Regions from separate parts of the Sus scrofa genome. Here region 2 is linked to region 1. A link is a contact called in public HiChIP or PLAC-seq data. All regions are on one chromosome and are shown on one strand. The core of a region is the stretch at or near the end of the contact, and the rest is flanking DNA. Distances in the headings are between cores, read along the strand shown. Region 1 has its middle 90 kb from the start of KIAA1456. Region 2 overlaps DLC1 (rho GTPase-activating protein 7).

The links. HiChIP or PLAC-seq counts read pairs in DNA pulled down with a chosen protein or histone mark.
Region 2: an H3K27ac HiChIP or PLAC-seq map of skeletal muscle shows a contact between it and region 1. The contact joins two enhancer-like sites. A contact is called at or near these places in 3 of 47 Hi-C or Micro-C datasets (epiblast stem cells, heart right ventricle and liver) and 1 of 2 datasets of contacts at active chromatin or transcription factors (skeletal muscle).

Annotation. Positions count from the first base shown.
Region 1 is chr17:1,146,871-1,154,424 of Sscrofa11.1, forward strand. No RefSeq gene overlaps it. Among named protein-coding and RNA genes, the nearest start is that of KIAA1456, 90 kb to the left of the region's middle. Within about 2 kb of position 4,896, at least 41 of the 83 cell types and tissues checked have an H3K27ac peak or open chromatin away from gene starts, as enhancers often do.
Region 2 is chr17:1,239,803-1,247,356 of Sscrofa11.1, forward strand. The region is part of intron 5 of DLC1 (rho GTPase-activating protein 7); the gene reads right to left. Among named protein-coding and RNA genes, the nearest start is that of KIAA1456, 180 kb to the left of the region's middle. Within about 2 kb of position 3,774, at least 5 of the 83 cell types and tissues checked have an H3K27ac peak or open chromatin away from gene starts, as enhancers often do.

The DNA.
Region 1 (7,554 bases), core at 3,646-6,145:
GGTACCCCACTGGCAGGACGCTAACAATGTGAATACTCTTCTGATGTCAGACCTTCTTGGTTAGACCTTCAGAGGACAAACCTGTGACCTATGCTTTATTAGAATGAAAATGTTATTTATTTAAAATTTTCCATGGAGGTAATATGTTTATCCCAGAAAAATTTAATAAATATAAGATAAAGAAGAAAATTAAACTCACTGATAATCTATACTCCTCACTTTTTAGTGTTTTTTCCCAGTGTTTTTTTCCTGAGTGTGTGTATGTTTGCATAAAAATTTCTCTTTAAAAAATGTTTTATACACAATCAATAGGATGGGATAAAATATTTGTATCTGATAACGGGTTAGTATCTAGATTATATAAAAGACTCCTACAACTCAACAGCAACAAAAACCAATTAAAAAATGGTTAAAGGCTTGAATAGAAATTTCTTCAAAGATATACAAGTGGCCAATAAGCATCTATAAATATGCTCAACATCACTAAACATTAGGGAAATGTGAATCAAAACCACAGTGAGACACCACCTTACATCCACTAGGACGATGACCATCAGAAAAACAGAAATAATAAGTGTTGGCAAAGATGTGGAGAAACTAGAACCTTTGTGCATTACTGATGTGAATGTACAATAGTGCAGCCTCTACAGAAACAATATGGAAGTTCCCCAAAAAAGTAAAAACCGAATTATGACCCAGAATTTATACTTCCGGGTACATACCTAAAAGAATTCAAAGCAAAGACCTGAAGAGATATTTTACATTTATTTTCACAACAGCATCATTCACAATAACTAAATCATAGAAGCAAACCAAGTATCCACCAACAGACAAATGGATGAACAAAATGTGATATACATATATGAAGGAATATTATTTAGCCTCGAAAAGGAATGCAATTCTGACACATGCTAAAACATGGATGAACCTTGAGGACATTATGCTAAGTGAAATAAGCAATCACAAAAATACAAATACTATATGATTCCACTTGTATGAGGTACCTGGAGTCATCAGATTCATAAAGATGGAAAGTAGAATGGTTGTTGCCAGAGGCTGAAAGGAGGAAGAAAGAGAGGGAGGAAGAAATGTTGCTGAATTGGTATGGAGTTTTAGTTTTGCAGGATGGGAAATGTTCTGGAGACTGGCTGCACAACGATGTGAATGCGCTTAACCCTACCGAACTGTGCACTTTTAAAAAACGGTTAAGATAGATTTTATATTACATGTATTTTATCATGATTAAAAATTAAAACCTTCCATATTTGGTTTACCTCATTTAAAAACACCAACAGAACATCTTATGTCAACTGAACATTTTTTGCTATTATTTTAGCAGTTATATATTAGTCTATTTTATTTTTACTGCATAACTTATTTAATCAAATCACTGTTTTTGGAAATTTAGGTTTTCTACAAAAGCAAACATCATAAACAAACTGCAGTGGGCAACACAGCTACTTCTGTGACACATGTGCAATTTCTTCCTTAGAATCAACTCCTAGAATGGAATTGCTGGGTCAAAGGAGAATGGGGCGATGTCAGGGGTGAGAGAGGGGTGGAAAATGCAATATGAAAGCTGAAATATGAAAACTAATCAACAGAGGTCTGAGTGGCATGTGATATAAATTAAGTGCTATATATTTCTGGTTTAAAAAAAAAAGGAAATGTATGGAGTTCCCGTCGTGGCGCAGTGGTTAACGAATCCGACTAGGAACCATGAGGTTGCGGGTTCGGTCCCCGCCCTTGCTCAGTGGGTTAATAATCCGGCGTTGCCGTGAGCTGTGGTGTAGGTTGCAGAAGCGGCTCAGATCCTGCGTTGCTGTGGCTCTGGCGTAGGCCAGTGGCTACAGCTCCAATTCGACCCCTAGCCTGGGAAGCTCCATATGCCGCGGGAGCAGCCCAAAGAAATAGCAAAAAGACAAAAAAAAAAAAAAAAAGGAAATGTAATTTACTCATTCATTTATTCTTTATATAAAATGTACTGAGCCTCTGCTATGCATCACTCTTCTAGACACTGTGATATCAAATTGTCTTATTAGACACTCTCTTATCCCTCGAGGAACTTAGAGACTAGGGAAGAGAGAAACAAATAAATCACCAATTTCAGTGCAGCCTGGTATAGGAGGGAAGAGACGCCCAAGGGCTAATGGCAGCAGGAGAGGAAGTTCACCAATCAGGGGAGGCTTTTCAATGGAACTAGGTATATGTCAGTGAGCTGAGTTTTGAGGGAGAAGTCAGAGTTATTCAGGCTTCAAAAGCGGATAACTGCATGTGGTAGCCCACCTCACTTCCTGGTACTTATGCCCTTGTGGAGCCTCCTCCCACCCTGGATCAGAGCTGTTCTGAATATCCAATAGAGAACGGTAGCATAACAGTGTGTCAACTCTGCCACACTGCTTGCTCGGTAAGAAGTCAGCTGCTGGGCCATTCAAGCAGCCCTGTGAAGAGGACCACGTGAAGAAGAACTGAGACCTCCCACTAAGAGCCAGTGCAACTTACCAGTCTGGTGAATAAACCACCTCCGAAGTGGATCTTCGCGCCCCAGTGGGTGACTGCATCCTGACGTCTTAACTGTGGCCTCCTGAGGGGACCTAAGACAGAACCAAGAGTCATATAAGCCATTACTGATCTTGAAAGCCACGACAAAGTGCTGGGGGATTTGCTTCTCAGCAACAGTTATGTTAATATACTATGTCTTAAGCACAGCTGAAATTTTCTGAAAATGGGAGCTATTTGGAGTAACCCCAGAAAAGGTTACCTATGGGGGAACAGTAGGAGCTGGAGAGAGAGAGCAGGGCCAGGTAACTCCTGAATGTGGTATGCCCTGCCCTCCTCACCCTCCTCACCAACTGAACCAGTCTTGTTCATGTGTTTGGTGACGATCTGGATGAGGGCATATGGGGGAGGACGTGTCTTAAGAACAGTGGGCTGAGGGGGAGGCCTTGGCTGGGAGAAAAGCCTCAGAGGGTGAGCAGAGGCGGAAAATGACAGCAGCCCAAGAATGAGTGGCCACTAAAATAGGAAAGAAAAGGAGAAAGTGGAATTCCAAAAGTTAGAGTTTTGAACAAGAGGGGGTGGTTAATGGTGTCAAAAGCAACAAAGAAATCAGACAAGGCCTGAGAAGTGGGCACTGGATGGGTCCCTGTGCAGCCCCCTCTGTTGGATAAGTGGAGCCTTCAAAACATTGGGTCTGACCCTCTGACTCCGGTAACACCCACCGTCCTTCAGTGGCCCATGTACACACTGTCACCTCTACATCACCCCTCTGTCTCTTCCCACTTTTCTCTTTTCTTCCCTTCCCACTGGCCACGTTGGCCTTTTCCCTGCTACCACCTCAAGTGTCTTTGCTTTTTGTCCCTCAGTGCTCAAAAGAGTTTCCCCACCAAGACCCACTCTGCTCTAGTTTTCTGACTCATCTTCCAAGCGGCTTTCCCTCAGCCTCCTGTGGCTGGAACCTCCAGGTTCCCACTGACACACATTCTCTTACCCATTCTCTGCTCTCTTGCTCCCCCTACTGATCACTCTACAGGCCACATCTTTTACTTGATCCTGCTTATTGCATCTCTCCTCCTCCCAGCTCCAGGAGTTTGAAACTCTATCCCCATAACTTAGAACCCAAAGGCTCTTTAAATATCAGGTCAGGCACAGATACTGTTTTCACGACTCACAACTTCCAACCGCAGTGTGACAGCTGCTATCTTTGAGGCATGCACAAAGCACTAAGGCTCTGAGGAAGGACTGACAAAGGAGGTGACATTTGAGAAGAACACGGGAGCAGTGGCCGTGCACAATTGAAAGCGGCATCATATTCTGATGTGCCTGGACTATGGGGTGGGGAGTGGCTGAAGCCACGCTGTGAAAGGTTTTGAGGAGGGTACAGTGAAGAGCCTTATCTTTAACCTAAAGCCAGAGATTTTCAAACTGTCCCCTGAAGAGCCCATGGACTTCACAACCTGCCAGTCGATGATGGCTGGGAGGCTGGATGGCAAAGTGTGTTCTAGCTTCTGTTGTTTGACACATCGTTCTTCTGATTAGTCCTTCTATTAAAGGCTGCCTTCTGCCCCCAGAATTTTGAAGCCCATCTCTGTTGGTGACGGGAGCTGTGGACCTAAGGAATCACCAAGTCCAAGTAGAATTAACCATTTCCTTTAACCACACAGGAGGGCAGGCAAGACCTGGGAGTCCCCTGTAAGAACATGCAGGTTTTCTGGATCAGCTTTGGCAGCAAAAGGACATAGGAAAAAAGGCTGGGCTTTGGGTAGGGCTCGTGGGGCAGAGCGCCCTTCCACCCAGGTGACAAATCCAGCTTCCTCAGGCGCACGCCTAGGATTAGCCCTGGTTGCAATCCCTGCTTCCCAAGAAAAAAGGCAACTCACTAAAGACACACCCTCACTTGGTGGCAAAGGTGGGGTTAGCTCTCCCGACTCTGCCCTTTTTAATGCATTGTTTGAAGTCCTCAGCTAGCAGATTAAAATAGTGCAAGGGCATTAGTGTGTGAGGAGGAGGGGGGGAAGGGAAGGGAGGCAAGGAGGGTGGAGTTGCGGGCTGAGCCAGTTCCATTTGGGCCAAACCCGGTTCCTTATCTGTAAAGCCAGAGACACTCGTGCTCTCTACGCCACCTGCTCATTCTGTGACACTTTTTTTTTTTTGCTTTCGAAAAGTCTAACAGATACAAAGATGAGCGGGATTCCCATTTTCTGTCAAATTCTCCAAAGGCAGCTAAGGGAAGGAAATCAGGACCTTTCATTGCTGTACCACACCCACATTTCAAAGCGCTGACCTTGAAGAGTCCGCTCCAGCCCAGGCGGGGGCCGAGGGGCGGACTTGTGCTACGTGACTGCGCGCTCGCCGTGCCCCGCTACGCCGGACGCGCGTCCCGCAGGCTGGCGCCGCCCTCTCCCCGCTCCTCCCTCCCCAGCCCCACCTGCACATCTCCACGCGCAGAGCGGAAGGAGCGTGCTCTGCGGAGGATGCGCATCCAGATGCTCGCGCTTCCCTCTCCTTCCAGGATCCGAGATTCGCAAGGTCATCAACCCTCTGAGTCTCGGTGTCCGTTCTGAGACTTGCAACTTGGGGAGGTTCCCCGAGGGCCCTTCCCGCTGCTCTAAGGTCTGAGGCTGTGGTTTCATGAATGATAGTTTAACACTCTGCAAAGCATTAATGAGACGGTAGCTATAAAGTGGCATGAATTCCGTGAGATAAAGGTGCTGATTTAATTTGTTACCCATTGCTTATAAAATCCAGGGAAAATGGCAGTTTTAAATCGGCGTTTACCTAGCTGTAACAACCGTGACAACCTTCCTGTAGTTTGCAGAACACTGTAAACGGCAGGCTGGGATCCGAATCGTTCCTTCAGTTTTACAGATGAGGAAATTAAATGTCGTTTCTTAGAATAGTAATCATCCTTGTATCGTTATTAGTGAAAGTGATGTATTTTGAGTGAAAAACATAAATTGTTAAATACATGTACATCTGAGGAACTCTTTCTGGAGCCACTTTCAAAGAATGCTCCCAATCTAACCTTAAACAAAAGGGAAGGGCAAAGCGATATTATCTTTTAAGTCAGGAAAATAAACAGTTTTCTGTTTTCTTCCCTCTTTTGTAGACACTGTTTGATAAGTTTCTCACCAGCACTTGGGCCTAAGCAAAGTTGGAGCAATGTGGGGGTCACCTCCCTGTGTTCTAAACTGTATGTTGTGAGGTGATGGAAATGAGGCTACAGTTTTTAGGGAAGTATCTTCCTGCTCATTTACTGCTTGTGTGGTGTGGTCTCCCTGACCGCTGAATATGGTTCAGGGTCTACCAAAAGGAATGAGATTTGCCAGCATCCACCTTCTCTGTCTGTGAGGGCTGGGTGAAGGATGTTCAAGGAACTCCAAGGGTAGAGGTCAAGCTGCCTAACTGATCTGGGTGGGCGTGGTGAGGGCAATAAAGGAATTGCATCTGCAGAGCCCCTTCCATGCAGTTTAACCTGTACAACAGGCCTAGGAGATAGATTGCCGTGATTCTCTGTGCCACATATGTAAGGCCCAGAAAAGTTGCCTCAGGTAAAATGGCCAGGAAGTCATAAAACCAATTTTCATACCAAGCTATCTAAACTCTAGCTTCAGAACCGTCCCTTTGTCCTCCAGAAACCCAAGCGTCACTCAGGCTCCGTCAGAGTGACGGTCCTGGGACGGCAGAGACTTCCAGGGGAACGAGATTGTACATCTCTAATCTACCACGATCTGGCTCCAAAGCAGTGAGATTGGTGGAAAATAGGGCTATACAGCAGGAGTTGGCAGACTGTGGTCCAGGGGCCAAATCCAGCCTGTCACCGGTTTTTGTACAGCCAGCAAGTTAAAACTGGTTTTTACATTTTCTTATAGTTCCGGGGGAGGGGAGAGACAATAAATGAAAGAAGAATAATATTTTGTAGCATATAAAAATTATATTTTAAAATATCTGAAATTCAGGTTTCCATGTCCAAAAATGAAATTTTATTGTAATGCAGCCTTGCTTGTTGCTTGCATATTGTCTACCGCTGCTTTCCTAATACAAACACAAAGTTGAATGGAATTAGTTCTTATTATTTGTGGCAGTTATGTTCTATAAAGTCACCAGGAATAATAAATTAGCATTACTGAACCATTGCTCCTAAGAGAAAAACATAGTATGCCTTGGTCAGTATCCTGAGAAATGAAGTGTGAAGGGCTGTGGAAGGAGAAGAGACTTGAAACACAGCCTGGCCATTTATAACTCCCATCATCAGTCTCTGAAATGGATTAAGCTCTTCGTTTGCTTGTTAGGACTTTCCAATTTCCAGAAAGGTCTGGAGACAGCTCTCAACCCAAGTACCTGCTAAAATAGGAGGGAAATGAATAGGGCAGGTACGGGGGCTCTGAGGAGTAAGGTAGGGTCACCGGGCAGGCCACAGGGCCATGGACTTGTTCTGTTAAGTTTCTCATTTGGTTCGGAGCGTCCCATCTCAAAAGACCAGGACAGGGGAGAGAAAGTCAATTCTGAGAGCAGACTTGGTGGAGGAAAGGCTTTCTGTAGCCCTTAGGAGTAAAGGCCTTTTTTTTGTTTCTATATATATTATATATTTATCTTTTTAGGGCCGCACCTATGGCGTATGGAAGTTTCCAGGCTGGGGGTAGAATCAGAGCTGTAACTGCTGGCCTATGCTGCAGCCACAGCAACAAGGGATCTGAGCCTCCTCTTTGACCTACACCAGAGCTCAGGGCAATGCCAGATCCTTAACCCACTGAGCGAGGCCAGTGATTGAACTTGTATCCTCATGGATACTAGTCAAATTTGCTTCTGCTGAGCCATGACGGGAACTCCTTTTTTTAAGTTTTTAAAAACCACTTTATTGAAGCATGAATGACATCTACAAAGCTGACCTGTTTAACATATACAACTTTATGAGTTTGGAGACAAGAATATTCCCTTAAAACTATCACTACAATCTATGCCATATCCACACCTCCAAAACTTTCCTCCTGCCCTCTTTTGTTGTTGTCGTTGTTGTTGCTATTACTATTTTGTGATAAGAACACTTGACATAAG
Region 2 (7,554 bases), core at 2,524-5,023, 92 kb after region 1:
CATGGTTTTCTAGGACATTAGTCCGTTGTCTTCTTGGTCTGCTGGCTTTCCAAGTAAAGTCGTTATTCCTTGCCTCAAAAACTCATCTCCCAGTTTATTGGCCTGTAACACTTTTAATTAAATAAAATTTAATCAAAATGTTTAATTAATATTTAATATTCTAATATTGAATAAGTTTCCCCATATTTTAAATTACATTGTTTGTACTAATTTATAATTTGAAGGCTATCATAACTTCGTTGAAAATCTTCCTAATTTAGGGCTATGCCATTATTTGAGATTTCCTGCTAAATAATACTTATTGATGAAAACTCAATAAAGATATCATTTAATAGTTTGCATGAGGAATAAAAGAACCCAGGGCTGCAGGTCAGTAATAACTTTATCTGAATATATTAACTATAACCCTAAAGCTTAGAAAATGGAATTTAAACCTCCTACTTTTTGTTTGATAAAAATCAAAACTTTTTTTTTTTGTCTCTTTGCCTTTTTTAGAGCCACTCCCGCGGCATATGGAGATTTCCAGGCTAGGGGTCTAATCAGAGCTGTAGCCGCTGGCCTACGCCAGAGCCACAGCAACGTGGGATCCGAGCCGTGTCTGCAACCTACACCACAGCTCATGGCAACACCGGATCCTTAACCCACTGAGCAAGGCCAGAGATCGAACCCGTGACCTTATGGTTCCTAGTCGGATTCGTTAACCACTGCGCCATGACGGGAACTCCATCAAAACATTTTTGAATAGAGGAAATTAGACTAATCTTGTTTGATTTTTCATCATGACTCCTAATTTTTAAGATTTTTAAAAAAGCGATGTGCTTTCTAGATTTATTCAGAATATAGCATTCCCTCTTTTTTTAACTTTTCAAACTCGAGGAAATGGAATAATTTACTTTCCTGTTGCTTTACTTAATCAGCAAGGAGAATCAACCCAACAATCTAGCAAAAAGAAAAAAAGACAAAAAAATGTAGCTACAATATTTAAAATTAATATACAGTACTATTCTTTTCTACTGGAAAGTTAGTTTAAATAATACATTGTTCTATATGTTGCTGACCAACCACTGCAGCCCTTACCTCAAGCTGTGCCTTAGAGTAACTTCCCCCCATCAATATGTTGCTCAAAAGGCCATCCCGAAGGATCCAAGTATCAGTCAAACAAAAGATATTGAGTGCATAGTTTTGTTTTCTTCTGAATTTCTTCCCACTGTGCCAAATGATTACAAGGTTACAAGGTTAAAGTGTGCTGGATGCACCAGATGCTTTTTATATATTAGCTCTAACTTTGCCTTATATTATTCTGCCTTGTGAGACACCCTGAGGAAAACTCTTCTCTTCTTTCCCACCAGAGCCTAGAGAAATCCATCAAATATTTTCCCTCGGAAATTCTGACTCTTGAGTCATTGGTGGGCTATGTACTCACACACCTCCCATCCCTTCCTTCCAGGGCTTAATCATAGCAGTTAGTTTGGAGGAGGAAAGGGTGGGCTCCTCCATTTATAGACTCTAGCATGGAGGTTATGAAAAGTCCAAATGTCCCTGTATCTGATCTGGCTAAAGACAATGTTTGCTACTCAAAAGTCAGGGATTCTAGGCGAAAGGCTTGTGAGAGAGCATGCCAAGGTGGATGCAGCCAGCATGTAATAATTATTACAAGATTATGATGGAGCCACCTGATGCCTCTGCCCCTTCGACAGTGAAAACTTGGCTGAACTCAATGTATATATTCAGAAAACACAGTAGAGGGAGAATGAATTGTCACCTCCTATTGCCTTTGTGATGGAATAACTTTTTTTTTTTCCCCCCAGGTAGGAAGGTTAAACTAAAATGCCAGGATTAACTGCAGTGACTGGAACTTGATTCCTGACAGGAAGTATAAACAATTATGTGAATGGTGTTCACGCAAAACCTTCAGACTGATTTACTGGGAGCTCTTTGGGACCTGTCATGCATGTCACACTGACCTTGCAAACTCAATTACTTAAGCTAGAAGAGGCAGGCTTCTCTGGACTGTAATTTACAAATCAAGTGCAGTTTGCCCACTGCAACTATCTTTCCCTCTTTTTAGTAGAAACCATCCAGTAAGTTTGCAGTACTCTGACACATTGAGAGCTCAGAGACCTTAAGATACTTTGGGGGTAAAACAAAAAAATAAAAATTTACATGCAATTTGAGGAGGTGTGGTTAGATAAAGCATAAGAGTGGAAAGTGAAATTGAGCCTGGAGGAGTCAGGGAAAAGAAAATTCACCACTGAGAAGAAGAACATGTGGTTTTGCAGGAGAGCCTGCTAGTTAGCTCCAGAGGGAACAATGGGAATAAATAGAGCTATTTAAAAAGTGGGATGGAGGGGGTGTGATTAGAGGTAATTTAGCATTTGAAAAATAACAAAACATTGGTAATCACCCTGTAGCTATTTATTGGTTTCCAAATCATAGGCTAACTGAACTTAATCTAGGCAGGCTGAGTAAAGAAAGATCAGAGGGTATGTCCCTTCACAAAAGTAATGCATATATTGCAGGGGCTGCGATCTAAAGCGGGAACTTGAAAAATGCTGTTCTGAGCTCTAGAATCTAAACATGTGACATTGCGACTATCTTTAAATTTGATCTACACGTTAAGTCCTGGAGATTCTCTGGTATACTTTTCACACTCTGAGTGGGAAGGTAGCTTTTATAATTTTCACCACATTTGGATCACAATGATCATCCTTTTTCCTGTCCTACCAGAGCAACTCATGCTTTTCCTCTCAATTTTTACTTGTCACACCTACTACTCGATATCAAAAATACATTTTTTTTAAAAAGGCAAAATGTTTATCCACTAGTTTACAGCAGTAGAATTCTTTGAAACGAGATACCATGGGAATATTTCAGCGTTTGGAACTTGTTGCATATAAACCAGCTGGACTTTGTTTAAAATTTTAAAGCCTTCAAATATTTCACTGAAAGAAACCCAAGATATCTTTTTTTTTATAGATGTCGAGAGGTCACATTTTTATTGGTTCATCTGTGTGTCATATAAAAAGGCCTCCATATTTGTAACCACAGTAGGTCTCTAGGTTCCTGGCTCAGTCACTCCATATCATTAAGACGGGTTAATTGTGGGTTTAATTTTTGTTAAAATGCAGTACTTATTTATGGACGCCACAGTCAGACTTATTCATCTTTCTAGTAAAAGGAATGCAATAAACAAAAGAAGCAAAATTTTACAAAGCACTTGATCTTCATGGAATAACCAGGTTACATTTCAATTCAGAAACAGTTGTGCTGAAATTATTCACGGTTATTCTGCTATACCTTTCCCCCAATGTCTTTATTCCTGATGAAAGCTAAGCTGAACATTGTTGTCAAGGGTGGTGAGGTGCTGAGACAGATAAGAGAGTGGGAAATGCATCCCACAAGGTTCAGTTGTTCTCCTCCAGGTCAAACAGTATATTAGGGGGATATCTGTGAAGCTGGATGATCCTTCCCATACTGAAATCTGGAACATTCTAAAAGAAATGGTATATATACTTATTTTCAGCTATGGCCCTGCTTCTCCTCCAATGTCCTCTGTAAGGTCTCTGCACTTAATTTTTATTGCTAGTTCCTATTCACAACCAATACACACAAACACACTTTGGGTCTGTCTGTCTGATTTTTCTTTGATACCTTCCTATCACAGGGCAGTGATAGCTTCATTTTATGAAAGCATGAAATGAATCCAGTGTCACCCAGCATTGTCAACAGAAATAAGATCAACACTTAAGAGTCTGAGTTCCAGACCAGGCATGAGTACCCTGAACTCCTGTAATGAGAGGTGCCACTTCTGGGAACCAGAGCTATATTCATATAAACAGCTGCAGAATCCAGCAAGGAAATTTATGTAATTAGCAAAGCAGGCAGAGATAGGATTTTTGGCTTCAGATTCAAATTCCACTTCATGATTCCAAGGTGGAGAGTGTTTTGTTATCTGCCCACGTGGGACTGATTTCCCTCCTAGGCCTCTAAATCAAATACCAGTACTGTGGCAGGAGCCCAAGAAACTGTAAGAGATTGAGGCAGCAAATTCTCATGCGTCCACTCCTCAAAGCTTTGGGTTCACAGTTGCAAGTGAAATTCAAGCAAGGGTAGCAAAGTGGGGCATTTCATACTCTTCCCCTTGTTAGGCAGTGGTGCTAGCCACTCCCTGGGCCCAGGACTGGATCAGCAGAATGACTTCAGAGTAGTGTCCTTTATCAAGGAATTGGGATACAGCTGCACATTCTTGCTTTGAGGTCTTTCTAGGGGTGGAGAAGGGACTTGGTTGCTCTCCTTGTTCTGTGCCCTGACATGAAGCCTGAGAACCCTCTCCCTTGCTTGAGGCACCATGTCATTCAACATCCGTTCTTTTGTTTATTTATTATGCAACCTATAGGTGTATCATCTCAATTATAAACCCACACAGGGGCTTTCTCCTCCCTATGCCCCATGCTCCGTCGCCTAACAATTTTCTCTGGGTGAGCTGGCACTGGTCCTGTGGAACAGATCCCACATATGTCCACTGTCTCTCCAGGTGACATCCGGGGCAATGTCTGCTCCCATCCTGGGGAGCCCTTGGTGGGTTAGTTGATGCATGGTCCTTGGAATGTTCTTCCATTGGTATGTGAATCTGAAGGGCAAAGGGCAAAGAGCAAAGAGGAAGAAAGAAGGGGATAGAAGGGGAAGAGAGAAACCTAGCAAGAAAAGGGGATGGGAGAGGACCATAAGCACTGTAGTGCCAGCTTTAAGTCATAAACCTTTGAGTCATAAAGAATAACTGAGGAGTGGACCGAGTGCTGTTTGACTCAGAGAGTGTTTCAGTACCTGTCCCAGCTTGATTCAAAACTTTGACATGTTTCTCATCATCTGCACATGGCTTTCAGGGGTGCTGCTCTCCTGGATTTGGCAGGTAGGCAGTCCCATCTCCATTTCACCTCACTCAGAGAGCGGGGGCCCAGGATATATTTCGCAATTTTCTACCTCTTTGTGCTCTCTCTCTTATCTGGCTTTGGGTTAAACCTCCAGGATGACTTGGCTTTGAAACCACAGAGAGCTTATGCATGCTAACTCTTGGTAAAGAGAGGACTTTTATCAGGGATGGGAGAGGAAGGGATAATGATAGTCAGTGCCTGTTCTGGGGAAATACTATATATATGGAGGAGGAGGTGGCAATGAGGATGGATCTGGGGTGCTGGCAGTGGGAGAGATATGCCTATAAAGATTATTCTGTATCTAACCTAATCTAATCCAGTCTCTTTCCCAACAAAGGTATCACCTATGTGTACATGAAGCAGAACTGAAACCTTGATGAATATTAACAACATTAACAATACTAGGAGTTCCCATTGTGGCTCAGTGGTTATCGAACCTGACTAGCATCCATGAGGATGCTGGTTCTATCCCTGGCCTCCCTCAGTGGGTTAAGGATCTGGCGTTGCCCTGAGCTGTGGTGTAGGTCACAGACGTGGCTCGGATTGGACCCCTAACCTGGGAACTTCCATGCACCACAGGTGCGTCCTAAAAAAAAAAAAAAAAAAAAAAAAAAACCACAAAAAAACCCAAACAAACAAAAAAACCAATACTAGCATAAGTAGCATAAATAACAATGCTAAAAATTCTAAGTGCAGCTTTCAATGGAGTAAGAGTGATGGGGATCTTTTAGGATAATCTATGGGGGCTTTTTCAAAGAGAAGTCGTGATTCTGATCTTGAATTATCCCACACTCCCCATTACTGCCCTTTTTGGAGGGAGACTGACCGGTTTACGTGCCTCTGTCACTTATGGAAATGTATCACATCCCTTAGAGAGAATAGTCCCTGGTCATATCCCCTCTGATACATAGAACATATCAAACAGTAGCGTGGAATGTGGACTTTTGTTAGGAGCCTTGCACTTTATGTAAAAGGTCCATAAATCAATACCTGTAGCATTTGTAGACTGAAGGGACAAACTACTTCATCCTGATATGTACCCTGTTTATTAAAATTTGGATAGATCCTTTTGTGATGAATAAAACACAAATTCATTTCAAAGTGTACTACACTTACACCATTTCAATCAACAGGAAAAAAAGAGAAGGTAAAATTCTGCAGGTATTTACAAACGTTTTTTCCTTTAATAAAGCATGTATAACTGAAAGGTTAGGAACCAAGACTAAAGATAGTGGAGACTTTTGATAAAACAAACACTGTAGTTACTGTTATTGGAATACCTTTGCTGTTTAATGGAAACATCATAAGAAGGAGTTCAGGAAAAGATAAACAGGGTAGGCAGAGGCACTGAAAGAATTTTGGAGATTGAAATCAAAGCAGTTATTGAAATGGCAACCAAATGGTGGTAGGCTATAGTTTTAAACAACTGGGTTTGGAGACGCTTAGATGCTTATCAAGTTAGCTGAGGTTCTCTCCCAGAGTCACTGCATTGTTGTGTGAGATTGACAGCACATAGCCTCCCTAAGTAAGACTGAGCATCCCTAGGTTACAATCAGGTATTAGTAGTACAGGCATACTCCCAACACACATACACGAACAGCTGAAGTACAGCCAGGTAGCTATGATTTGAGCCTCTACCCTATGTACGTGTTACCTGGCTAGTAATCAGCTAAAGTCCATCCTTTTGTAAAATTACCACACTTCCTTAATGTAAGTTAAAACTGCAATGTAAGATAAATATTGATTCATACTTTTATAACATTTTATCTGCATTCCGTTAGTATTAAATTGTTTGGTGAATTGCATGATTTACTGATCAACTTTGGGAGAAAAGAACTTCACTTAGTGTTCAGCATTGCCTGCAAGACCTCCCAGAAAGTATCAAGGACCAAAAAACGATTTTGAAAATGGATGGCAAACTCTCATTCTAAGGGTTGGCAGATAGTAAAGCTCCTCCAATCTGATTTAAGGGATTAATTCAGCCAGATGAATGAAGTGGCTATGGCAGCATCAGCTGGGATAGTTCTTCCCCTTGTGTGTGTGGAGTGGGGTGGGGAGGTCTCACTTGTGGTGGTAGTACATTGCGGTGGGTGAAATATTGGGAAGCAAAGGAAGGCAAGATGTATGCTTCTATAACAAGGTAGCTAAAAGTATTCAGTAGACAGTCTTGGAGAAGGAGCTATCAAGATCAAGATGATACTCATGGCCCAATGTGGTGAGATAATATTGCCCAACCAAAGCAACTGGGTTGGTCTTTGGGCAATATGGCCTGACCTCTTCCCTTGGTTTCTAGCATCTTTCTGTGACATCTCACTTCCTGAGGTTCCCTTTGAAGACTTCCTGCGGCATTGACTTTAACCCAGTCTTATCTATATGAAAATATTAACTGAGAACCATTAGCATAGGACATGGTGTGTGACTGTCCAAAAACTTCACCCCTCTGCCAAGGGAAAGTATACCTAGGGCAGACACTAATACACGAGGAGAAAATGCTTTTCATAATTACGTTTTATTCCAGAGACTTCTCTTTCAAAGTTTTTTCAAATGTTCTACACAGAAACTTGATTGTGTTGGACCAGGACTGAAGTTGTTCATCAGCTTGGATAACTCAGTAGAACAACCT